4 separate regions of the Mus musculus genome follow, and all the other regions are linked to region 4. A link is a contact called in public targeted proximity ligation data. All regions are on one chromosome and are shown on one strand. The core of a region is the stretch at or near the end of the contact, and the rest is flanking DNA. Distances in the headings are between cores, read along the strand shown.

Evidence for each region.
Region 1: a contact with region 4 is called in a targeted proximity ligation map of microglia, with 5 times the contacts expected there. A contact is called at or near these places in 3 of 39 promoter capture datasets (cranial neural crest, embryonic stem cells and hippocampal neurons), 2 of 130 datasets of targeted methods (embryonic stem cells and microglia) and 2 of 9 other capture datasets (adipose tissue and liver).
Region 2: a targeted proximity ligation map of pancreatic cancer cells shows a contact between it and region 4. A contact is called at or near these places in 1 of 39 promoter capture datasets (cranial neural crest) and 1 of 130 datasets of targeted methods (pancreatic cancer cells).
Region 3: a contact with region 4 is called in a targeted proximity ligation map of pancreatic cancer cells. A contact is called at or near these places in 2 of 39 promoter capture datasets (hippocampal neurons and liver) and 2 of 130 datasets of targeted methods (embryonic forebrain and pancreatic cancer cells).

Annotation. Positions count from the first base shown.
Region 1 is chr19:11,817,319-11,822,238 of GRCm38.p6, reverse strand. Stx3 (syntaxin 3) reads left to right here and starts at 2,836. Exons shown (of 11, transcript NM_152220.2): 1 at 2,836-3,547. The coding sequence starts at 3,518. Gm41810 (a long non-coding RNA gene) reads right to left here. Exons shown (of 2, transcript XR_003952942.1): 1 at 3,899-4,920; 2 at 1-3,586.
Region 2 is chr19:10,301,951-10,306,350 of GRCm38.p6, reverse strand. It overlaps Dagla (diacylglycerol lipase, alpha), which reads left to right and starts at 1,474. Exons shown (of 20, transcript NM_198114.2): 1 at 1,474-1,530.
Region 3 is chr19:10,181,124-10,185,568 of GRCm38.p6, reverse strand. It overlaps Fads1 (fatty acid desaturase 1), which reads right to left and starts at 2,681. Exons shown (of 12, transcript NM_146094.2): 1 at 2,305-2,681; 2 at 532-642. The coding sequence starts at 2,517.
Region 4 is chr19:10,893,056-10,897,566 of GRCm38.p6, reverse strand. Prpf19 (pre-mRNA processing factor 19) reads right to left here and starts at 2,336. Exons shown (of 16, transcript NM_134129.4): 1 at 2,099-2,336; 2 at 1-64. The coding sequence starts at 2,117.

The DNA of each region.
Region 1 (4,920 bases), core at 1,587-4,086, 920 kb before region 4:
TGATGTGTTCTTGGATTCAGTTTGCAAGTATTTTATTGAGAATTTTTGCATCTATGTTTATAAAGAAATTGGAATGCAATTCTCTTTCTTTGTATGTCTTTATTGGTAACGGTGGCCTCAATGAACTGGGCAATGTTTCTGTTTCTATTTTGTGGAATGATTTGAAGAGGAGTGGCTTAACTATTTTTTCAAAGTGTGGTAGGATTCTGTACTCAAACCATTTGGCCTTGGGCATTTTTTGGTTTAGAGACTTTAATTACTGCTTCATTTTCACGAGGGTAATAGCTTTGTTTTAGTTGCTCATCTGATCTTGATTTGAGTTTGGTGAGTGGCATCTATTGAGGAAATTAATCATTTCTTTTACATTTTCCAATTTGGTGGAGTGCATTTCCTCAGTGTCTGTTGTTATGTCCCCCTTTTCATGTCAAATTTTGTTTATTTGAATACTCTCTGCCTTTTTTTTTAAATTTGGATAAGAGTTTATCAATCTTATTGATTTTTTTTCAAAGAACCAACTTTTGTTTCATTGATTCTCTGTATTGTATTGTATTTGTTTCAGCCCCGAGTTCGATTATTTATTAACATGTACCCCCTTTGGGTGTAATTTCTTTTCTTTTCTTTTTTCTTTCTTTCTCTTTCTTTCTCTCTTTTTTTGTTCTAGAGTTTTTAGATGTGCTGCTACGTAATTAGTTTGAGATGTCTCCAATTTCTTTTAAGTATATGTACTTAGTGCTATGTGTTGGGTAGATTCCCTCAATTCTAAGAATAGAATGAATATTCTAAGGGTGGTGGAATTCAAGACATCCAATTTTAGAAACACCTTAGGTTTGTCCCTCCTCCCCGCCCCCTGCCATTCATTGTTTTTTGAGACAATGTCTTTCACTGGCCTGGCGCTCACAGCTAGGTAGATCTGGCTGGTAAATCTCAGGGATCCACTGTTTCTACTTTCCCAGTTCTGGAATTACCAGTATGTGCCACTGTGTTTGATTATTATTATTATTATCATTATTATTATTATTATTATTATTATAAGTTCTGGGAATTGAACTCCGGTCCTCATATTTGTGGAGGAAGCACTTTACTGACTGAGCTATCTCTTAAGCTCTGACTTATGTTTTTTTTTTTTTTTTTAAGTGTCTGGATTAAGGCAAGAAGTAATAGGGAAGAAAACTTGTTCTGTATAATAACTTTTTAACAGAGCTGGTACCATTCAGTCATGGAAGGTACTACCTTGGGAGTATACAGAAAAACTGAGCAAATTAAAATGACCAGTGACCACTAACAAAAAGCTGTTCCATGCTATGTATCCTATGGTGGCCTTATCTAATGCACCTTTCTGATTCTATAATAGTCTGTGACTTTCATTGTATCACAGCTATTGTCCAGCTATGTAAATTAGATATCGGTAGTAAGCAGAGTGCTTCTATTCATGGAGATTATAAGGACTTAGTGTACAGGAGAAGCACGGTTTCTTCTCCCATCCCCAGAGCTAGTTTTGCATCAAGTAACCTATTCATGCCAGCCTTCCTGCTGTTTGTCTGTGGATCTGAATGAGTTTAACCTCTTACTGGTTGCTTCACTAATAAGCTAAAACATTAAAATATATTCATTTTATATTTGCATGAGAGTCACAATTTTTTCCCTGTTGAAATCAATTATATCCTTTAAAATAATTTGCTGGGACTTAAAAAAATTTTTTTTTTACTTGTATGAATGTTTTTGCCTGCATTATGTCTGTATACCACATGTGTGTAACCTCTGCAGAGCCCAGAAGAGGGCGTTGCATCCCCTGGAACTGTGTGTCACCATGTGGATGCTGGGAATTGAACCCAGGTCCTCCAGTCAGTGTTCTTTACTGCAGGGCCGTTTTTTGCAGCCTAAAATCAATCGCGTCTTAACTGGAATCCTTTGTTCTTGCTTCAAAATGAATCCATCCTCCTTCCTCACTTCTGTCCAGATTTCAGACGTCCACACTTCGAGAGTTTTTCACTGTAACCCCTCTTACTGGAGAGGTTGAAACAGGAGAATGGCAAGTTCAAAGCTTGCCTGGGCAATTCAGGGAGATTCTGTCTGAAAGGAGAAAACCTAAGGGCTGATGCTAGAGAATGAGCTCGGTGGCGGAAGGTTTTCCAAGTGTTTGCTGGGCTGGGGTGGGGGTGTTCAAGCCCTAGCTGTAGGGTTACGACCACCAGGGGGCGTGGAAACTTTCGCAGTCCTCGCTGGGCCAGCGTCAGGACAGGAGCCGGAGGTCAGATAGAGGATTAGAGTTGATTACCGCATAGTTGGCTCTAACAGCTCAAGCCCTGCCTTACTTGACTACCTTTATGGCAGCGGAGGAAGTCAGTAGGAGCGTGCACATCGCAGAGGGTAAAGTCCGGTTATAATTAGAAAGTATCTATGGCCTTTAAGATTGAACACAAAGTCGAGGATACTTCTCGAACTTGAGACCAAGTCTTCACTAGCGCCAATTGTTGACCACTACTCTGGTCGATACGCCATTTGTTATCCCCAAATCAAATACGGAGGGGAAGGGAATAGGGGCACCGTTGAAGAGGAAGGGCAGTGAGAAGAACCACACTTTTCTAAAAATTCTTCAAATCCCAGGGCTCTTGACAGCAAGGAGGAGAGAGGTGGGCTTAAGTTTTCCAAATCAAACAAACGTCTTTATCCTACAACTCTGCCCGGTAGTTAAAAGTCAGTTGCTTCTTTTCTCGTACAGGCTAAGCAGAAAATTGCTAAGCAGCCTCTGATTTATATAGCTATGGAAACGGACTCTCCTAGATTCCCTCAAGTTATTCAAATTGTTAGTAAAAGGTGACTGGACCGCCTACACGACTTCGAGAGGCCCCACAACCACTAGCATCATAATCCCCAAATTCCTCGCCGCAGCCCGATCCAGGGCATCTCATCTGCAGTTACGCCCTACGGGAACAAGTCTCTGAGCCCGAACCGCACAGATTTTATACCCAACAGGTCCCTTCTTTAAGGCGGAATATCTCTTGAGCATCATCGGAACGTTTTCCCTCATCAAAGGGAGCAGGAACCAGCTTGTCTTCAACCTGAGGAGTCCGCAGAGGGCCGAACAATAAGAACAGTGCGGAAAATACGGAATCGAAGCCAGACAGACCACCCCCGCCTTTTTTTTTTTTTTTTTTTGTTTCTGCCTTTCGAGGGGCATGGGAAGGTGTGCCCGGAATGCTTCCGGCGCTGGAGCGCGCTGGCCCTTTAAGCAGGAGCTCGGGGAGCGGCCCAGGTATGGGGCGGGCCCAGGGGCGGGCGAGCCCTGAGCCGGCGCGGTCTCGTAGCCGGATTTGGAGCGCGGCGCCGGCGGGGGCCGGAGGGGGCGGCGCGGCGGACCTCGGTGGCCTCGGACGCTCCTCCTCGAGAGCGGCCGCCGCCCGCCTCCGCCCGCTCTAGCAGCTCTCTCGCCCCGGCCGGCAGCCGCCGCCGCTCCAGGCCGCTCACTTGGGACGCGCTCACCTGAGACAAGGCGCCCGCCGCCCTCACCTGGGCCAGGATGAAGGACCGGCTGGAGCAGCTGAAGGCCGTGAGTCCGCGGCGCTTGGGGGATCAGGCGGGCCCCGGGCTGCGGGGATCGGTCATCAGGATAAGTGGCGTGGGAGAGGGGCTTCTCCTAGTTCCCCTAACCCAGGCCGCAGGGGTGCTCTGCGCGCTAGGCCTCCCTCCGCCCAAGCCCCCGCCTCATCCCGCGGAGCTTTGCACCCTCCCCTCCCCTGCAGGGTCATGTGCTCGGTGATTCATCACCTAGCTGCGATTTCCCTGGACGCCCGTAACCCTCTTACCCCTTCTCCCCCAAAGCTGGACAGGGTTCCTCCAGAGCTGGACCCACTCGGGGACTTGAAATCAGCGGGGCTAATGGAGAAGTCAGGGGGCTCACCTCACCAGCTGTCTTCTGCCGCCTGGCACTGTGCCCCAAACCGGCCTCCTCTCCTTTCTATTTCCCTCCCGGAGCACCGGGCAGGGCTACTCCATCCCCGGAGTAGTTGAGAGTTCCGGGTGACTTCCGGAGCGGTGAGCCTGTTAGGTGCTGAGATGGCACCCCTCTTCCCATTCAGTGGTCTGTAATTATTTTGTCTTGTACCCCCGGAGACAGCTGTGGTCGTCTGCCGCACAAAAGCTGAAAAGCTTAGGTCACTTACTCTTTTGAGCCTATTTCCTTGTCGGTCAAGGGAGAATCTTCCTTCCTTATAGGTCTGTTATGAAGGTTGAATGACATAATGGGATTGATATAGGGAAGTGCTGAAGCATCAATTTTTGGAGGTATAGATTCATTTAGTAAGTTACTGAGCACATTCTATGGAGCAGGGCGAGTGTGAAACTTTAGGAACCCACCCGGTGATACAGGCTGCCACTTAATGGGATATAACAGTGCAGCCCTGGAAACTCACAGTGGAGTCTGCCTCCTAGCTAGCCTAGAAGCGCGCATCAGCTCAGATCTCAGACTAGACCTGGTGAAGGTCTCACCGAGTCTTCCCAGGTGATTAATGAGCTCCTTACAGTAGGGAAGTATTAGTCTGCATTAGCACTGGGGCTTTGCCCTGGCCCTACTGCTTACTGGTTACCCTTTAAACTCCAAGCTTAAGTTTTGTTATCTGTAAAATGAGTAGGTATGCAAGCTAAAAGCAAGTGAGCTGCAGGAGAGCCCTTTGTATGGCGCCTAGGACTTATGCTAATAACTTAATGTTTTTTTTTTTTTTGGCTTTTTTTGTTTTGAAATAGAAATGTTGGTGTTGTAATTGTTTTACTTTCTCCTCCCTTGCAGGGATGAGATCTTCCTCACCCTGTTTGCATGCTCTGGGTCCTGGGCTGTAGAATAGGTTTGGGAGATGGAGAAATGAGAGAAGGAAGAGACAGTTGCTTATTGTGGGAGCCAGCCTCTGCCCCAAAGTTGCTTTTTCA
Region 2 (4,400 bases), core at 225-2,724, 590 kb after region 4:
GGACAGCTAAGGGGTAGACTGTAGTAGACTATTTAGGGATGGCCACGTGGGCATGCTTTCTCCATTAGGAACTTTGGTGAGTAAGGAAAAGAGCTGATTTTGCAGAGTCCTTTCTGCCTGGCATCAGTTGATCTACCATGGTTCACAGGACCAATATAATTCTTTCTTCCAGGTGTCTGGGACTTTGAAGCAAGAGATATTATCTCCAACTGTGTGGTTTGAATGGACCATGACAATCTAGAGATAACGTCCCTGAACCCAGGCCTCCCCAGATTTCTGAACTTCCTGAGACATCGGGAGCTCCTCTCCAGGAATTCTTGAAGTGCTCATATTTGTTCCCCAAATCCATTTTCTTTACCTAAGCCAGAGCTTATCTTTGCAATAACCGTAGATGCTACCGAATTGCCTGGCGAGGGGCTGAACTCTGCAACGAGGAGAAGTCTGTCCCGGATGCAGGGTTTCACTTTCAGTCAGATGTCCACCTATGTCCTCCAGGCCTACAGAACAAGTCAATCATCCTGACGTCATTCTCAGAATGACGTCTGAGCCCAGGAAACATTTCACACGCTTGCTTTCTGCGTTACTTTCCTTTCGACCTCTCATATCTTTCTGCTCGACTTTGGAGACTTAACTGATTGCATCATCATGACCGCTAGATCCAATCTTACCTATGACCCCCTGTGCAGCTGCAGCTCTTAGCTTAGCCCCCATGTGACCTGATATCTCTAAGGGCAAGCCTGCTCCCACCCACTCCCCAGACTCAACCCAGAACACCAGCATAGCTGTGTCCCTGCCAAAAAGCAGCTTTCAGGAAGGCGAGTTGAGCGACTTGCGCATGAATGGATGGGCGTGTGTGAAGGAGAACAGGAGGGGCGATTTTCTTCATTTATCAGAAAATCAAAATTGATCAAACTCCCCTTTTGCTGTCAGGCACTATGCTGGGTGTTGAGGAGGGTGAGAGTAGGGGGGAAGAGGAGGACATAGATAAAGATGTGTCCCAACTCCTCAAGACGCTGCTAGGTCCCCTGAAGGAGGTGGAACCCATCTCTCTCCTTTCCTCCCCCAAACAAACCAGTTCTCCGGTGATCCTACTTGCTATTTTTCATCTCCCACGCTAAACCCTGTCACGCGGGACCTGAAGGAGGGGAACCCAAGCAGCTACCGTGCCCCTGTTCAGTGCCCACGGTCCAACCCCTTTCGTCTGCCCACGGAACCCCCGTGGAGGCCTCAGCCCCGCGCCCACCGCCCCCACGCGCGGGGATCCAGGGCTCCACCACCTCGGGCCTGCGCGCCTCTCCCCTCCCTGGCGCTAGGGGGCGCTGCCGCCCCACGGCCGTCGCCATGGTCACCGCTGGCGGCGGAGTGGGGTTTACGTAAAGGACGCAGCGTCCCCCGGGGGGCGGAGGCGGCCTTCGCGCCGGCGCCGGCGCCCTGCGGAAGCAACGTTAGTGAATAGGGGCCTTGGGGAGCCCAGGATGGAGGTGGCGGTCGCAGTGGCCGCGGCGGGCCGAGCCCTGCGGCGGGCCGGAGGTAAGGGGGCCCGGGCCGAGTCCCGGGCGCAGGAGCTCTGCGAGCGGCGTGGCGGGCTGGGCAATGTCCACTGCGCGCGGTGGCCGGTCCGACAGGTCCGCGGGCGGAGGTGCGGCTGCCACGCGCGCTCGTGGCAGGTGTGAGGTCCGCGGAGCCCCGGGCCACCGGCGTGGGGATGGTGACACGCATGGCACGGGCGTGGGCAACGTGGATACAGCACGGGCAGCGTGATTTTTCCTGGCGAGGGTGTCAGAAGACTCACCCCCGCCTTGGTGTAGCGGTGGCCGCCCAGGTGTGAGGAGGGTGCACCCTCTGTACAGGAGGGCGATGCACGCAGCTGGTGCTGGTGGGTGGCCAGCTGATGCTGGGCCGTGATGGTGCGGTGGGCATGGGTGTGAGAAAGTGCTGCCATTGCTTGGATGTTGGTTGGCATGGTTCTGGCCTTGGGCTTGACATGGTTTGGAGTGATGGTCCTGGGGGCTTAAAGAATCAATGTCCTGGGCATGACTAGTGGCTCCGGCCCTGCTGTGAGAAATGGCCTTGGCTTAGCGCAGTGCCCTGGAATGACTAATACTGTGAGGGAAGACAGGTGGCCCTCAGACCCTGGTAAATAAGAGGGTAAATACCCACCCTTACAGGGAGATCAGTAGGGGCGACGTCTCTGTCATGGGGCTCAGCATTAATGCCTGTTGGTGTGCTGGCCTTGGGGCAGAAGGCTGGAAGAAGGTTGGTGTTTTTTATGATGGATGAGAATAAGAGACACCATGTGTCTACCATGAGGTTCTTGGTTGCTGTCCCAGGTAGAGCTCTGCTCAGTTATGAACCTTTACCTGGCTCATGAGTCCTCCCCCATTTGGAGGAAGATGGGAGGAATAGGTGGTTCTCACTGGTGGTCCTTGTTTCTGATTATAGGAGACTCAGAAGGGTATAGAGAAGTAGCCCAGGCTACGTCGTCCCTGGGCCCTTCCTTTCACTTGGTTGATGGCGGTGCTACTGGGTTTCTGGGAATTGTATCTTTTGGGCTGCGTGGAAGATGGTTCTGTGGCTACTGGGAGTGTTTGGAGATTGCATATATCCTAACTAGTCTTCTGAGAAGCTTTGGAGAAGGTCCCCCATCTCTCTATCTCTTTCCTTCCCTCCCTCCCTCTATCTCTCCCCCCTCCCAGCCCCCATCTCCTTCCTCCTCTCATTGCCACATGATGTCCCACTTCACAGAGCATCAGTGGGCAGACCCCTAGAGACGTTGAAGACTTCAGGGTGTTATGGGTTTCTTGGGGGGGAAGGCACAGAAGTAGAAGCAAAGAGCTGAGCTTTGCATGAGAAGGGTGTTTCTTTGCCAACATGGGTGCTTGGAGAAGCCTCCCTCCTTTGAGGGAACTGAGTTAAGTTCCCTAAAGCTGACATGTTGTCCACTGTCTTTAGAGCCAGATAACTTGAATTCCAGTCTTTGGCTGTGTGACCTTGAGCTGGTGTTGTTACCTTTAAGAGTCACTTCACACAGTGATCCCAGTGGTCCCAGAATGAAGGAGACTGTGCGTGGAGAATTCTATAAGCAGCAAGAGGCTATACGAAGGTCAGGGATTTCCATCAGGGCAAGAGACACAAGGTGGTTGGGAATAGAGGCATGGAATGTGACTGGGGAGGAAGGGAGACATAGGTTGAGGGTTTGTCATGGGAAATTAGAAACCCAGAGGATATATGCTCCTGGTGGGGGGATGTGGGATCTGTTGACACTGTGAGTCAGCTACTGAGCTGGAACCAGGCCCCGGGTCTCCCGAGGACGGTTCTAGTTCTGGACTTGGCCATGGCAAGTGTGGAGTTCTGCTGGAGTGGCCCACACAGGAGGAAGCTCTTTGCTTGGGCTGCACACACACCTCATTATCTGGGAAGGTCTGGGAGGTGTCTGTGGCTGACAGATCTAGGGTATCTGTGTGGGAGGGAGACTTGGAAAGTGTATTTTCTCTTGAGAATTTCCCTTGGTTCTGAGAATGGGAGTGGGGAGCTGTCACGTCAGCATTCTGGAGACCATGGCCTAAAGAAAGTGAACTGGGTCAGGGTTCCTACCAAGTGGTCCTGTAGGGGAGGCTGGGGCTGTAGGGCAGGGGGATAGGGGACAATGAATCCTTTAGACACATGGAGGAGGGAAAGAGTCAATGAGCATCCTTAAGGGTGTATCCCAAGGCTGGATAAATATGGTGAGAAGTCCCAAGATGTGCTTCAACTTCTGGCTGAACACTCTTTCCAGGTGGGGAAGGTGAGGGGAACTGTAAATTGCTCTATTTTGGGCCTTTATCTCTAGCATCCTTGTGAGTGTCCGCCATGACCACGAACTCACTGCAAAAGCTTGTTTCCTGAGGTACAAAGTTTTCTGCTCATGTGTTTCGCCGCAGTGTTGAACAGTAGGTAAAAAGTGTGGTGAGCTGACGTTTCCATGCTGTCCCATAGCTGCCACTTAGGCATAGCCTGGTGTGGTGAGTGTTTTCTTGGCAGTTCCCAGGTTGGCGTGAGGGGTGGCCCTGGCTATCTGCATGTTTCCTGAGGAGCCTTTCTACCTCCGGGGAGATAGTGCTTGGCACTTCACCTCCTGCCTGGAAAGCTTGCTGTCAAACAGATCTATTAAGGAGGAGGCCTTCAGTCTACTTATATCCCCTCCACTTGCCCTCCACACCTCCGTCTGTGTGTTCTGATTTGTGCCTCACCCTTATGTTTTGGGGCTCCAGGGCCCTTTCCAGCCACCCCTTGCCATCTGCTTGGGATGCTGGGACTCAGCACAGTGGAGCTGGGCAGCAGGTGGGATAGATCAGATGATGCTGAGAGGAGGAGTTGGCCTCTGTTCCCCAAAGCAGAGCTGAGCTTTCTGTGCTATCCCC
Region 3 (4,445 bases), core at 1,432-3,931, 710 kb after region 4:
AAGGAGGATAGGAAAAGCTCCTATAAATGGCATCATGTCCGGCAGCTAAACAGACTTACTTTGGGTCTCTGCAGCTTAAACTCTCTGAGCGTGTTTTCTTATGTGTGCATATATGAAGAGTATTTTATGAGTTTACATTGGTACATGATGCTCAGTAAATAGGTCTGCTGTCAGTGATGGGAGCACTGCTGATGGGAGCACTGGTGATGGGAGCACTGGTGATGGGAGCATTGGTGATGGGAGCAATGGTGATAGGAATACGAGTGATGGGAGCTCTGCTGATGGAAGCACTGGTGATGGGAGTACTAGTGATGGGAGCATTACTGGTGGGAGCACTGATGATGAGAGCACTACTGGTGGGAGGACTGGTGATGGGAGCATCGGTGGTAGTAGCACTGGAACAAGCTCCAGTGGGCTTATTACCCCATGACTACTCAAGACTCCCAAGAACCGTCACCTGTGATCCTATGCAGGCATTTGCCCCCTCTCCCTCCACAACTAAGTCTCCAAACAGCAAACATGGCCTCTCACATTCTTGGTGGGTTCAAAGCTGGGTTGCTCCGGAGCCAGCTCTCCAATCAGAAGAGAGTTCATATACTTTCTCACAAGACCCTTGTTGATGTGGAATGCCACAAAAGGATCCTAAAAATACAGAGAGAAGACAGTGAGGACCCCTGTCTCCCAGGCTCCCAAGGGCCTCACATCAAAGACCATCCTCCAGGTCAACAAGGTTTGCATCAATGCTGATGCAAGGCCTCCTCCCTCCTCCCTACTGTTCTTCCAGATGTCAGTCCCAGATCACCTGGCATTTGGGTTTCCACTGAAAGGGCACTACACCAAAGACTGGAAAGACTCCGCTGAATGCCACAAACACGGACCTGACGAAGCTAGCCTTCATGTCTACAGACACTTGGTGTAGGAATTTAGCACAGGAGAGAAGCAGCTTGCGGGAATAGGTGGGGCTATGAGGTTTTTGTTCCTACAGTACTTTCAACATGTCCCTTTCTTTCTTAGCCAGCTTCTGTTGTGAGGAAGACTCCCTACCTATGCCAGCGCTGGGGAACTCTTCACATTTCTTCCTCCTTTGGGCAGGGTTCCCTATTTCCCTCAACATTCTGACCATTCCCGCTCCGGAATAGTTAATATGGGTTATACAAGGTGGGTGGGAGGGCCTTAGGGAAAAAAAGCTGTAAGCGGAGGTGGAGTCCGTGGTCAGTGGCACCACACATCCAGACCAATCGCTGTCCTTGCCATGAAATCCTAGGCCCCCAAGCCACACAGAATGGGAAGCCTAGACGGAGCGGGTCTGCTCCATCCTTTCATGAACCGGTATAGGAATGCACTGCTGTTTGGATTCTGGGTGGTTACTTCTAGAAACCGGCTCCTTCTAGCCTGGTCGCTAAGGCCCTCCACCTCTAACTTCATGGGCAACTTAATAGGAACCCTGAGGACCCCGGGAGCACGTTAGACTGGCAGACAAGGAGTAAGAGGTCGGAGGGATGGCATTAGGTAGTTAAAAGGGAGATGGACCCAAATGTAGAGACCCAACAGATGACAATCCTGTCAAAGAATGCTCTGTCCTAAGTCATTCCTAGTCCGGCCCTCGCCTCTGAGGGAGGATATGGTCTAAAAAGAGAAAACAGGGCCACTAGACAGAAGCTGGGGTTCGTACTGACTCTTCCTTCAGTAAGCTACAACGGAAAAGGGACGCGACCCCGCGAAGTGTCTAATCGCGCGGGAGCCCTATTCCCTCAATAGTCGACCTCCCTGGCCCAAGTGACCTCGCACTAAGAATCCGAGTACAGTTTTACGACTCCAACTGCAAGCTGTCTTGGACCGGCTCAGGTTCATTACCCTACCCTCCGGGCTTCACAATGTACAGGTGATGCCCAAGCACCGGGTCCTCAGTGTCATCCCTAGCGCAAGCAGTCCTTTCCCACTTCCTTTCCGCTCCGAATCCCAACTTAGGGCCAGTTCTCTAGGTCAGACAAGGCTGTGTTCACCCTCCTAGCCTGGCAGACAGGACGCGACTCCCACTCTCTGCTCAGACTCCTCCTCCCACCACCGGAGGTTGCAAGTACCGTTGAACGGGTGCCTGGAAAGCTCATTCCCTCCTATCCAACCCATGCTTGAGACTCCAGAGGCAAAGCACGGATGTGCAACCAGCCCTTTGTTTGAGTGTGCGTGTCTCCGGCCACCGTCTACCGCTCCGGTCTCTCAGGCGCTTGCATCCCGGGTTCAAAGGCCTCTCTCCCCGCCAATGTCCCTCCCCGAGGTGCAGATGCGCCTATTGTCCGCTCTCACCGTGGCATCCTGACCCGCGTAGTGGCTGATGACCCGGGAGCCCCCCGGGTGGCGGCGGCTGAAGTCGCTGATGTTGTACACCTTCCGGTCGATCACGAGCCATCGCTCCTTCTCCCGCCCGGAGCGCTGCGCCACCTCCTCCCAAGTAAAGTAGCGCGTTTGGCGGAGCTGGGCGGAGGCCGGGCCAGGGGTCGGCACCGGGTCGGGAGCCATAGCAAGCTTGGCGGGGGAAGCTGGAGTCTGAGAGGTGCGCGCTCCGGGCCGCGGGGCAGCGCACGCCAGGCTCGCGAACTAGGGGAGCGTCGGGCTGCCTCGAGCGCGCGCCCGGAGACCGCCGTTCGCGCGCAGGGTTTTCAGCACCCTTGGCGCGGACCGCCGAGCCCCGCGGCGCGAGCTCCCATTGGCTGAGCCGAGTGGCGTGGGGCGCGAGCTCCGCCTCTCTCGGGTAGCAAAGACAGACTCCCCACTCCCCGGAGAGACTCAGGCTACTTCCAGCGGCAGAGACGCGCCCCCTCGCGGGGCCTGAAAGTGGTCTCCAGGCTATTCCACTTCGGAATTTATTTATTTATTTTTTTATTGAGCATGGTAGGGATTGATAGGATAACGGTTCCTTTGAGTGCGTCACAGCTTGATGTAGCTAAGGCGGAGGTCCCAAGGGCGCATAGAAGCTTGGTGTGAACATATAGAAAAGAAAACAGTTCTCATGTTGCTCAGGCCGGCCCCAGACTCACTGTGTAGCTGAGAATGACCTTGAACCTCTGACTCTCCTGAGTTCTGGGTTTACAGGCACTGCTTTCCACGTTCTGTTTCATACAGCAGATTGTGCTAAGGCAAACGTTCTGTCAATTTCCTGCCCCTAGGAAACACGTGACAAATTAAACACAGTGGCTTTAGCAAACAAAACAGCATCCTGACCCAGTAGCCGTTCAGAGATCCCCCTTCCTAGCAAGGTGGGCAGTTAGCATGTGTGGAAAGAAAGAGGACTAACATAAAGAAAGAGACTGATTGGCTACAGTTCCAGGCTTTTGCTCACGTGATAGCCCAACGCTAACAGAAGTCTTGTCTGCTATGATTGGCCGTCACTTTTGACTTACAAGAATATAGTACTTAGGAACACACACACACAATTAACACATGCACGCATGCACACACACACATGCACTAACTAAAATGTGATGATGATGATGATGGTGGTGGTGATGATGATGATGATAACAATACTAATGATAGCTCTATGGTTCAGGAGGAACAGTTGCCTGATGCAAAACCCAGTGACCTGAAATGGATCCCTGGGACCCACAAGATGGAAGGAGAGTACTGACTTCCACAAGTTTTTCTTCTAGCCTACATTGCCTGCAATTCATGGCAGCACACACACACACACACACACGTAAATAAATAAATAAATGCAATTTTAAAAACGATTTTAAAACAAAAATAAAACGAAGAAAGGCCAGCCTTGCCTTCTTTGTATGTAGTTTAACATTTGCAATTAGCTTTAGCATTTTCTATTTCTAGTGATCTTAGTTTCGTATTGTGTTTTGTTGTTATTTTTGTCCCTGGAAGCAGTAGCCCTGGCTGATCTGGAACTCACTGTGATGAACAGATTAGCTTCGAAGTTGCAATGATCGCCCTGCTTTGGCCTCCCAAGTGCTGTAATCATAGGCAAGCACCACTGTGTTTCACTATATTAATTAGAATTATACAGGTTTAGTGGCCTTAATTGTCAGGAGACAGTAGGACGCAATCAATCGTGAAGTTTGTGTGACAGCCTCAGCAGTGGTTACACCAGCAGTGTGTAGACTGGTGAATCTAGCAATCTCTATTTCTGGAAGCATGAGCTTCTTTAGAGCGCCGTTTGCCAACTGTGGCACAGAGCCTGTTCTCTAACAATTCTGTGTATTGTGGGTCTTTCTGCAATAGGGAACTTTACTGGGAACAAAACATCTCTATTCTCCTTGGAGTTTCGCTCTTGCTCTGGCTAAGTGTGAGAACTAAACTGTCTGCACGGACATTCCTCAGCCTCAGTTTCCCGTTCTTGATAATGGTGCTAAACCATTCTGGCATAAGAAGTATTAATTTTATATGAAAAATTTATCTTATATCTTACTACTTAAAATCTTTTAATTTTATTTATTTAT
Region 4 (4,511 bases), core at 1,087-3,586:
CGCCGCTCATACACATGATTAGAGACAGGGGACACGCACGGGTGCTCTGGCACTTCATTGGAGACTATAGAGAAAGACAGGTAGTGAGAGTGAGCACAGGAGAAAAGGAGACGTGGGCAGAGGAGATTCTTCATTGTGTCAGCCCCAACAAGACCATGTCCTCCTAGTCAGCTATCAGGAAGCAAGGTCTGTGACAGCAAGCCTGCCCGTACTTGGTCCTACAATGCTCGCCAACTACTTAGCTAAATTCTCTGGTCTGCTGATAATAAAAGTCAATAAATAATAACTGCCCAGATCCTATGTGCCAGTACTGTACAGAGTGGTCAGTAAGTCCTGCCCATCTCATTTTTGAACCGAGATGGACAGAGAAGCACACAGAGCACAACTCAAACCTGTCATCCAGTGGGAGCCCTAGACAGATCAACAGGAGAAATTCCGAAGCAACGTGACAAGTACTGATAAAATGAAAACAAGCAAACAAAGAGCTCTGCTACTACATGCCAAGCAAGATTCTATTCTAAGCGCTTGACAGAATAGTCTGTGTACCCTTGAAGATGGCCGTTACAGCTGTCACTGACCTCCAGGACAATGCAGATACTAAGCTGACACTTGATAAACATCATAACAGGGTAAATGAGTGCAAAAGTCCCGGGGCCCAGAAAAGAATATTCCAAAGTACGAAGCCTTGAGCATGCTTAACTACCAAAATAAAAAATAAAGAAATGAAGGCCCCAAAAGCAGGCTTAAAACCAAGGTCTCTCTGACCTTCTCAGACTTGTTTCTCTACCTTCCCCTAAACAGGGTCAACTGGTTCACTTTAGCAGACAAGTGGAAGCTACCTCCACATCAGACTCTTCTGAAAGCTGCTCTAAGATAGCGACTTGTCACATCACAAAACAGCTCTTATTCACCACACAATTCTATTCAGCCTCCCATAGGTTGTGAGTCACCATCCTAAGGTTCAAGCTCCTATTCTTCTCCGTGGCTTCTCTTAGAATCACCTATTTTTGCAGGACTCCCATGCATGTGTTATTAAGTATGGATTTGTGCCATATTTAAAACCCGTATCTTGTACACGGCCTTCCTGTCCTATTCTGTTGGTTTATCACACTACTCGACGACTAAAGCTTTCTGGGAGCTTTCCCTCTTCTACCAGAGGAAGGATAGCCCTGGGCACGTAAGAGTGTGGTCTCAAAGATGGAAAGAAAACAAATCGTTTGTAAATACTTTGCAAACTGCAATTTCTCTAGTATGAGATTTCCTTTTCTGCTTGTCATTTCCCTCCTCCTTTTCCTTCTTTGAACTAATGGCAACGTTCTGAGAGGGAAATAGAGAAGGCGAGGAATCTAGTAACGTGGTAAACAATATGGGAGAACACCCGCAATGCCGTAATACAACACCCCAAGACAGGACAGCATAGTGCACGGGAAAACCATGGATCCAGGCTCAAAGAGCCAAGCTCCACTGCTTAGCTTCCTCGCACACCCCTAGGTAAACCCATTCTTCAAGACTTCCGACACCCTCTGTAACTCACGGATCTTTATTTCCCTTCAGACAATTCTTGTAAGCATAAAATGAGATCACCGTTTGGAAATGCATCGTAAATCAATACAGGTTTTCTAAACATTCGCTGTTTTCATTAGTCATACTGCGCGAGGCTAGAAGCCAGACACCTGGCTTCCAGCCCTGTCTCGAAGTCACTGCGTGATCTCTGCAAATCGGAAAGTCCGATTCCTAAGCGAGGTTTCCCAAGCAATGCCCACTGCAATGCTTTCAATTTTGCAGATGGGGAAACTGAGGCCCAAACCCGCTAGAGCCCAGATCACAATTGGAGGCGGATCCTGGGCATGTCCTCGGGTTTTTTGACACCAAGAGCTGTTTTTCACTGCACCAGCTCCTCCCCCCCACTTCTGCTCAGGCCTGTCTCAGCTCTGTAAAACGACGCCGGTTTCAAAAGACCCCTGAGACAGTCATTCTTCCCAGCTACGTGAATTGCGCAGCCCTGCGCAAATGCACCCTGCACGCAGGGCCGGGAGCTCCAGGGCCCGAGCCACAGGGGCCACACACGCTCCCGCCTCCCGCCGCAGCCAGCACTCACTCGAGCAGATCAGGGACATGGCGCCGTCGTAGCGCTGCTGCCAGTCGCCTCACAGAGGGTTCCCGGTTCTCTGCAGCCTCCGCGGGCCACTTCCGGTCCCCCGCCGCTTCCGGAGCGCTCGGACGCGGGTAGACAGCTGCCCAGCGTGGCGATGCTCGCACAACTGCTTCACGTGGGGAGGTGGCCGGTGGCGCGCCTCAGCCTTCTGCAGCTAACGGAAACTGCCCTTTCCCAGCATGCAACCGAGCAGGAAAAGGCCCGCCTCGAAACACTCGGCTGTTTCCGCATTGGCTCGGCTTCTTCCGGCGAGCGCTCCAAGAGGCCTGAGGCGGGAAGGAGAGAAGAAACTACATTTCCCATGAGGCTGCGGGGACCGCCAAGGCTCTTTTTTTTTTTTTTTTTTTTAGATGGAGCTGCTGTCACCTAGGGAACACTAGTCTTTGAAATGGTCGTGTGCAAGACAGATTTTTCAGGAGCTTGTAAAAGTGCAGATTCCTAGAGTCTGCCTTAGAGAGTCTGTAGGCATGATTCGGAGACCTGTGTTCCTTGGCCGGCTTTTGAGAAACAATGTGACCCTGTAAATAAAGCACAAATGAGTAAAGAAACTAACACTGCCTAAATTCTTGCTCTGGAAATATGGGCAAGCCAATGACTTCGTTGCCTGCTACGTTTTAAATATAGTCTGTTTTGTAAACTCAAGGGAATTTAGTTCCCAGCGTCTTATGTGTACGTTTAAAAGAATGGAAATTTGATGGGTGTGTTTGCAGAAGTCTTTAAACACAGGCACTGGGCTTCAGAGGCAGGCAGATCTCGGAGTACAAGTCCAACCTGGTTATATAGTGAGCTCCAATCCAGGGCAGTCAGAGCTGTGTAGAGAGAACATGTCTCAATAAGCAACCAAACAGTAAGAGTGGAAAGTTAGCACGACTATGGTGTTTTTCTGTGGTTTTGTTTTTGTTTTTTTGAGACTGGGTTTGTGTGTGTGTGTGTGTGTGTGTGTGTGTGTGTGTGTGTGTAGCCCTGGCTGTCCTGGAACTCAGTCTGCAGATAAGGCTGGCCTCAAACTCAAAGATCTTCCTGTCTCTGCCTTTTGAGTGCTGAAATCAAAGGTGTGTGTCATTACTATCTAGCTTAACTGTGGAATGTAGAGGTGGGATCTTTAGAATAAGACATTACAAGAATCCTGGTGGAGTTCATATAGGGAAAGAAAGAGTGAACAGGCACAAATGAACCAGTTGACTTCCATGGCAATGTGACACCAGCAAGGAAGAGGCCCTAGACATTGCCCACGTCATTCTCTTTGAACCTTGTGCTTCTAGAAATTTGAGCAAGGAGAACCCTCTTTTCTTTAAAGTAGCCTACCTCAGGTGTTTTGTTATAATAACAGTTCCCTGCCTCCTGCCAACTTCTTTTGTTTTCTCTACTAAAGACCGGACCAGATCGGCTACCAAGCCTGATACCCGAGTTCAGTCCCCAAGACACCCCCCCCACACACACACACACACAAGCACACACAGTAAAATAAATAAATAGGCTAGGCCTGGTGGCACATTGAGAGTAAGTAAATAAACTAAAATGGTATCAGTCATAATGGAGTTCTATGGTAGCAAATTAAAACTAGCTTTCTAACCTTCTAAGAAATCAGGACAGACAGAGGCAATGGCCACATGTCCTAGCCCTGCCAATCACAGCAAGCATGGTAACTATGTTCTGCCTGCCTTGGTCCTTATGAAAAGTACACTGGAGAAATCTGACCTATCAACCAGTCAGATCTCTGCACTTCCCTCTTTGTCTCCTAGCCTCCCAAGGAAAACATGCTCAGGCCTTCTCTTTTGTTTTATTTCTGCTTCCTGTCTAGGGAATGACTCCCCTCCGAGGCATCAAGACACACTTTGGCTCATGGAATGAGGTGTTGCCCAATTCTACAATCACAAAATATAGCCAACATAAATCTTTAATGTGATCTAATTGGTCTAAGAGACAGAAATGAGATGAAGAAAGAAACGCTGACATAGGCTGGGCAGTGGTGGCGCACGCCTTTAATCCCAGCACTTGGGAGGCAGAGGCAGGAGGATTTCTGAGTTCGAGGCCAGCCTGGTCTATAGAGTGAGTTCTAGGACAGCCAGGGCTACACAGAGAAACCCTGTCTTGAAAAAAACAAAAAAACAAAAACCAACTGCTGACATAGATTACAGTCTGTGGAATGATGGGCACATAAACAAGAAGAAAGTTCCAGATGGGTAGGTGCTCTAAATAAAAGATAAATTAGAGCGGGTTGAGAAGGTGGTACTGGGGTTGGAGGGGTGACTACTTTAGCAGGGTATGAAAAAGGTATGCATGCCCACTGGGGAGATGATGTTTGTTTTTAGCACGTAAATTTTATTTTAGTGTGTATGTGGATGCATGTGCCACA